2 separate regions of the Mus musculus genome follow, and region 2 is linked to region 1. A link is a contact called in public HiChIP or PLAC-seq data. All regions are on one chromosome and are shown on one strand. Each heading gives the region's core, a stretch centred on a gene start, on an enhancer-like site or on the middle of the called end of the contact. The rest is flanking DNA. Distances are from core to core; before and after follow the strand shown.

Region 1 (3,445 bases), core at 502-3,001:
TATTATTTAAAAATTAGGAATAAGGACAGGAGGGATTTTTATAATGAAATATTCTCATAGTAGTGAAAGAGATACTTTTAGATACTCCAGCAATAAGGGAAGCAAGAGAGCATGAAGGGCAGTGGAGAGATTTTTCTGAAGCTAAGGGCCCACTCAGAGATTAGCTTGAAGCAATTAGTGTAGCCCATTTAACTGAATGCAAAACAACAAAAAATACCTTATTAACCTCAGTCCCTCTTAATTTCAAAATCCTTATCCTAATACAGAATCATTCCACATAATACCATTTGGCAAAAAACACTAGAAACAACTCAAAGATTATCAACTGCAGTCTAGAGATTTATCTAAAGCATCCTTTAAAATGGCCAATCTGCTACATGTTTGTAAAACAAACAACCCACCCGTTTCCGTATGAGTTCTGTAAAACAGATTCAGTAAAAGAAACAGAGAAGCAGGACTTATTATGCTACCACCTGTCTGAATAAAAGAGGAACGACTTATATATTTGCTAGTATTTAAATGAAGAAGTCCTTAAAGTCTACTCAACATCTTAACAAAAGTGTTTACCTTTTAAGGTAGGGCCCAGAACAACCTTTGAGAACAGTAAAAGAAAATCTTGTTTTCATATTTTGCATTAAATTTTTGTTTTTTAAAAATCTTTGTATTTTAATGCCTTGGACACGTGAGCATTACGTATTCAAACACACACACACACACACACACACACACACACCCCAGACAAAAGCGCACACACACACACACACACACACACACACCCCAGACAGACAAAAGCTTCAGGCGTACACAAACGGTCTTGGCCATCTAGACTAACCATCTTAAGATAACACACTAGCCGCGGCTCTCTCCACCTGACCTTTCTTTCTTTCACACCGCTGCCCCAGGACTTCCCCAAGCGATCACTTGGGTTCAAGTGCCTTCGCTGGCTTTTCCCTAGGCCAACACTTTCTCAGTTTGCGGTGGGGTGGGGGTGGGGTAGGGCAGATGGCGGCCTCCGGTTGCACCCACTGCTCTACAGATGAGTTTCTCCTAGGAGAGGGCCAGGAAGTGGAGAACGGTCTGCTTCCAGAGCCGCAAGTGTCTCTCAACACCTCTCCCCCACCAAAATGACGGGAAGAGGTGACCGAATCAGGTCATCTCCAAGTCTCAGAAACAAACTTAACCGCAATCAGGGCAAATTTTTAGGCGCTAATAATCGGGATTCTCCTCTTTCTAAGCCCGAAACGGCCATGACAGTCAAGGAACACCGGGGCGGACTCTGGCCCTTCCTCGGCCCAGGGCCTGCTCCGATGGCAGCCTGCCCGCGCGCCGGGCCCGAACCAGGGCTCTTCCTTCCCCTTCACTCCTAGAGGACGCTCCCCAGGGCGTGTGGAAAGTCACGCTCTCCCTCCCCCACTAGGACCCGCCCGGGACCGGAGGGCAGAGAAGGGAAGGGCGTGGCGGGCCGGGGAGAGGCGGGAGCGTCGGCAGCCCGGGACTCACGTACTGGCTGTGGCGGCACCGCGGGAGCCCGGCCGCCGGCGGGACAAAAGCGCGGACTGCCTGGCCGGAAAGACCCGAGCCGCAGGGGCACTTCCGAGGCCGCTCTGGGAAGCTGGAGGACTGACTCGATGGTCGGGCTCTGATCGCGCACGTGACCCGCAGTTTGTGGGTGCTCTGCTGGCCTCCTAATCCCGGCTGGTCTGCCCGGAGAGGAAGGGGGTTCTAGTTGTCTTGGACTTTTATTGCAATTCCGGGGTGCATTGGGGGCGGGTATAATCAAGTGGTGTGGTAAAATAGATACTTCACTTCCTGCTTGTGAAGCTGAGCTCATAGTTAACAAGCGAGGCTGGGGAGAGTCTTAGGAGGGAGGGCTGGGCTCCTGGGAGAAAGCGGAATATGGGGGTCCCATACCCCTTATTTCTAAAAGACCCTCCTCTCCCAAAGCCAAGACCCTCAACAAAGCTCAAATTTCCAGGAAGCCTGCTATTCGGAGACTGCAGAAGAAAAGTAACTGTCTCTCTCCCGGATACCAGCAGCTTCGTGTTTGTTTTCCAATGAGGACAAGCGACAGAGGTGAATATTTACTTACCAAAGCAGACCTGGCTCCATGTTGGGAACAGCATCTGTCCCAACCAGGCATACCCTGATCTCAACTTCCCAGCCCAGGGGCTGAGCTGCCCTTTCCCCCAGAGGTTCCTCCCTATATAATCTAGAAGTTTTGGTCACTCTTGCTTGCTCTTTTTCTCTTCCTTTATCTGAGTGCACCCCCCCCCCCCCCATGGGGACTTTCCTGGCCTCAGTCCTCGGAGCTAGTGAACTCGCCCACAGGAGAGCAGCTTCTCCGTAAACCTGCCTTTAATCTAATCTAACTTGAATTGGCTCCTTTCCGTGGTGGCAGAGAAATAACCTATCACAGCTACCTTCCCCGTTCTGCCTCTAACAAAATCCCCCTCACCCTCCCCCACCCGTAACTACAAAACTCCAGTTTAAAGCCTGTAATCTGCACCAGTCTACTCCTGTTTTTTATATCTTTGTAGGCAAGCCCTAACTCACCTTAATGACTTGGAAATGTAGAAGGAATGGCAATTTGAGTGTAGTAGTATCTCGACTGCATTTGGGCACTAAGGTCTATGCATCTCTAAGGTGGTCAGGGCAAGTGGAAAGTCTGCGGTAATGTCCAGCAGAGTAGGAAAACAGTGAAGCCCAAGATGGAGCAGGGTCCTAGGTCCTTGTCAGGCCAGCAAGCAGCAAGTTATGGAGAAGAACATGGACAAGTTAGGGGTTGTTGGGGGATTCTTCTACAACCCAAACAGTAGCTGAGACACAGCTACAAGTGCTTCAAATGTGACCAGTGCCACTGAAGACCAAGTGTCTAATTACATTTCATTGAAATAGCCACATGAGTGCTAGGATCCCACTTACTGGATAGCACAACTCTGGGAAGAGCTTTGGGCACTTCTTTGAGGCCTCTAGAAGAGTCCATAGTCTAAATTAAAGGCTATCACATTAGGCTGGCCTGCTCACATTCCAAGATTTTGGATTTTTGTTTGTTTGTTTTTCCTTTTAGATAATTAAGTATAAAAATAATTATATCTGGATTGGGACACTTTTATTTAGTAAAGGATAGCAAAGGATCATAAAGCCTAAATAAATCATCTTGATTAGGTAACGTTTATTGTGGACAATGTTTTTATTTTCCACCATGGTTTTTGTTATTCAGGCAATTTTTTTTTTGGCCTTGTATTCACACACACACACACACACACACACACACACACACAGAGAGAGAGAGAGAGAGAGAGAGAGAGACATAGACACAGACAGACACATAGACACAGACACACACACACACAAACACAGACATTCACGTGGACACACAAACACACAGAGACACACACAGAGTCCTTTTTTTAGCACTTGTCCTTTGGAACAGCTACCAAGACTG
Region 2 (3,445 bases), core at 490-2,989, 930 kb before region 1:
AGACAGGGTTTCTCTGTATAGCCCTGGCTGTCCTGGAACTCACTCTGTAGACCAGGCTGGCCTCGAACTCAAGAAATCTGCCTGCCTCTGCCTCCCAAGTGCTGAGAGTAAAGGCATGAGCTACCACTGCCCAGATCATTATGTGTTTACATGTATATCTGTGCACATGTTTGTGTCTGGTGGCCATGGATGCCTGAAGAGGGTATTGGGTTCTCTATAACCAAAGTTACAGATGGTTGTGAGCCACCATATGGGTGCTGGGATTTGAACCTTGGTTTTGCAGCCCTTGAGCCCACTTCTCCAGGCCAGGCTGGTCAGTTTTGAAAAGAGGCTCGAAGGAACCTGCGTTCCTGATGAATCTCTTAGGTATACAGTGCTCAGGAGGCTGTGATGGCCCAATGGCCATGGCAGGCTGCACAAACCTGGCTCAATGTGATTTGGAATTCACAGAATGGCTGGCACCGTAGTCTGGACGCTCAGCCTTGAGAGGCGGGAGGCGGTTGGACACAGATGAATGCTAGAACAAAAGGGACTTGTCCCACGGTGCCCTGTGTTCCTCAGTGGCCTTATGGTAGCTTCCAAGGTTGATCACTGGGCTGTTCAAGAGGGCTGCTACCTAACTCTCAATAAACATTGGGTCCTGGAGCCAGGCCTAGCATCAACTCCAGTCATCTCTTGGCCCTCCGGGAAGGAGCCTGATTGTGGAAGGGAACATTGAGTTTTCTTGGAAAAGGTACAGTCCCTTCCACATTAAGAAGTGTAGCTCATGAGATGCTGGCAGCTGATGTCACCTAGGTGAGGCCACCAACTGCATCTGCAGGACTGTCAGCTGCCACCCTGCAAAACCAGGGCATTCACAGAAAATTCACTTTCCATATTGAAAGATCTGGCACCCAGAAGGGTCCACGTACAGGGGTCTGCTGCAGGGCCGGATCTGGAGTACTTGACAAGCCCTGGGACACACGGGGCTTCCAACAAGTCCTGCTGAATAGATTCCCACAATGCCACATGTCACACAAAGTCAGAGGCTCCCACTCCAGCTGCTTCTGTGTGAGTGGTAGTGCTCAGATACCCGAGAGGCACCCGGGGTAGCTCTGAGGGACACTTCATATATACCGATAAATATGCAAAAACAAGCTTTGAATTGGGAGCTCTGACGGCATCAAGTGAGGAGAGACCGGAGGAAGGGGAGGTCAGGGCATCTTTGGTCTTCGCCAAGAGGCAACTCTTCAGTGAACTAGGAGTAAAGAGGGCAAAAGGAAACGTGTGCTTATGCCACTTGGTCCCTCAGAGGCAGCTGGAGAAACTGAGGCAGAGGGCGAGCTGGGGAACCCTGCTGGCTTCTGGTTGCTATGTGACTTTACAGGACTGTGCACACGTCCCGGCGGAGGCCACTGGTGTCCTTCCCCTGCTGCCTGTCCCGGGATCGTCCTCCCCACCCGCCTTCCGACCCCCCTGTGCCGCTGCGCGTGCCCGCGGGTCGCGTCCTGCTGCCCCGCCAGGCCCGGTGCGCACAGGCCCGGCCGCCCGCGCCCCGCTCACCCGTGAGGCCTCCGCCCTTGCCGTGGCCTCGGCGCCGCTGCAGCACGAAGAAGGGGTTGGCCCGCTCCGTCACCCATAGCGCGTTAGCCACCAGCACCTCCTCGGGCCCGAGCCACATCCCGCGGCCGCTCGCACCGGGCCAGAGCCCGTGAGGCGGAAGCGCGCGCCGCCGTCGCCGCGCCCGAGCCGAGCCGAGAGGAGCCGAGAGGCTGGGGCGGGGTCGAGACGTCGGCCCGAAGGTTGGCTCCCCCTAGCGGCCGCGCTGGCTCACAGCGTCGCCCTCCTCGACCTCTCCTGGCCTGGCAGTCCCCTCCAGCCCTGCTGCCGCTGTCCAGTTTGGAGGGGATCGCATGCTCTCTGCCTACTGTGCAGCCCAGGCGAGTTAATGTGGCAAAAAGCGTCTGGAGAAGGGTACAGCAGCGCCTGGTCAGCCTCGGGATTTTGACTCAAGTCTAAGGTTGGGATCCTCAAGAGCCCAGTTGTCAGGAAGCGCAGCTGGTGCCCTTTGAAATAAGTGCGCTCACCCCATCTGACAGATGGATTGGGGTGGCCTTGAGGCTGAGGTCACAGATGAGCACTTAATTTTTTTCATAAGCGTACAGCAGTATGATCTAGGGGCGCAGTGCCCTGCTCTTACCTCTCCTGGCCTGAAGGCGGCAGTCTCTGACAGTACAAATTCACCTTCAGATCCCAGCCCAGGGCTTCTGCCACTGAACCATGAAGCAAAACTAGCTACTGCGGGCTCTGTGAACTAGAGCCCGGTTAAACAATTAGGAACAAGATAGTTTCTGACTCAAAGGTGCAAATGACTCCGCCTGGACAAAAGGGGCGGACCATATTTATTTTGGTAAAGGCTAGGGAGACAGCTGTATGAGCTGTCCCCATGTCACCTGGACATGGCAGGAGGGTAAAAGGAAGGAGAGATAAATTCATTCTGGGAGGTTTGAGCAGATGTAATGGGTGACAGCCAGAGTGAGCCACAACCTTCTGAAACGCGGCTTGTGACTCAGCTTTCAAGACATGGCTTTCCTTACAACTTTGAAGTACAATATACTCCGGTTATCCTGACAGAGTACACAGCAACCAGTCAGTCTGGCTGTCCATCATCTTACTCCATGAGGGAGTGAGTATGATATCCATGTATGAAACATAACTAAACTCATCATCTCTCAGATACTGGATTCTCAGCCCATTGTATTAATGTGTCCTGATAGTAAGTCCTCAATGAGGACTTTGGACGCGCAGACGAATGCTGCTGTGCTCTCTGGAGAAGTCTACCCTCAAGATTTCGGAAGTAAGCCAGGCATGGTGGTAGACACCTTTACCCCAGGACTTGGGAGGCAGAGGCAGGTATATCTCTGTGAAGTTGAGACCAGCATGGTTTACCTAGCAAGTTCTAGACCAAAAATAATTTAGAAGTAGTGGACTGAGGGATGGCTCAGCAAAAGATGGAGATTGGGGGGGGGGGGGTTACAGCTCCAGGGGATCTGATACTCTCTTCTGGCTGCTGAAATTAACAGCAATAGCATTCACTCATGGATGCACACACACATATACACAGAGATAGAGACAGAGATAGATAGATAGAGAGAGATGGATGGATAGATAGATAGATAGATAGATAGATAGATGGATGGATGGATGGATGGATAGATGGATGGATGGATGGATGGATGGATGGATAGATAGATGGATGGATAGATAGAAATCTACAAAAAATTTAATTTGGAAGAATGATAATAATTTTATAAAAAGCATTTGGAAGTACCTGAGAACCAGTGAGATGCCTGACTTTGATCTCAGAGCCCACATGGTAGGAGAAAAACAGCTCCTGCAAGTTCCTTTGACTTCTAAGTAAAATAAAATAATAATTAACTAAATAAATGTAATTTAAGAACTGCAA

What was found. HiChIP or PLAC-seq counts read pairs in DNA pulled down with a chosen protein or histone mark.
Region 2: a contact with region 1 is called in an H3K27ac HiChIP or PLAC-seq map of extraembryonic endoderm stem cells, with 4 times the contacts expected there. The contact joins the promoter of Tbc1d9b here to the promoter of Zfp62 in region 1. A contact is called at or near these places in 1 of 39 promoter capture datasets (the C10 cell line) and 1 of 115 datasets of contacts at active chromatin or transcription factors (extraembryonic endoderm stem cells).

Annotation. Positions count from the first base shown.
Region 1 is chr11:49,201,598-49,205,042 of GRCm38.p6, reverse strand. It overlaps Zfp62 (zinc finger protein 62), which reads right to left and starts at 1,751. Exons shown (of 4, transcript NM_009562.3): 1 at 1,505-1,751.
Region 2 is chr11:50,129,654-50,133,098 of GRCm38.p6, reverse strand. It overlaps Tbc1d9b (TBC1 domain family, member 9B), which reads right to left and starts at 1,739. Exons shown (of 22, transcript NM_001290760.1): 1 at 1,543-1,739. The coding sequence starts at 1,660.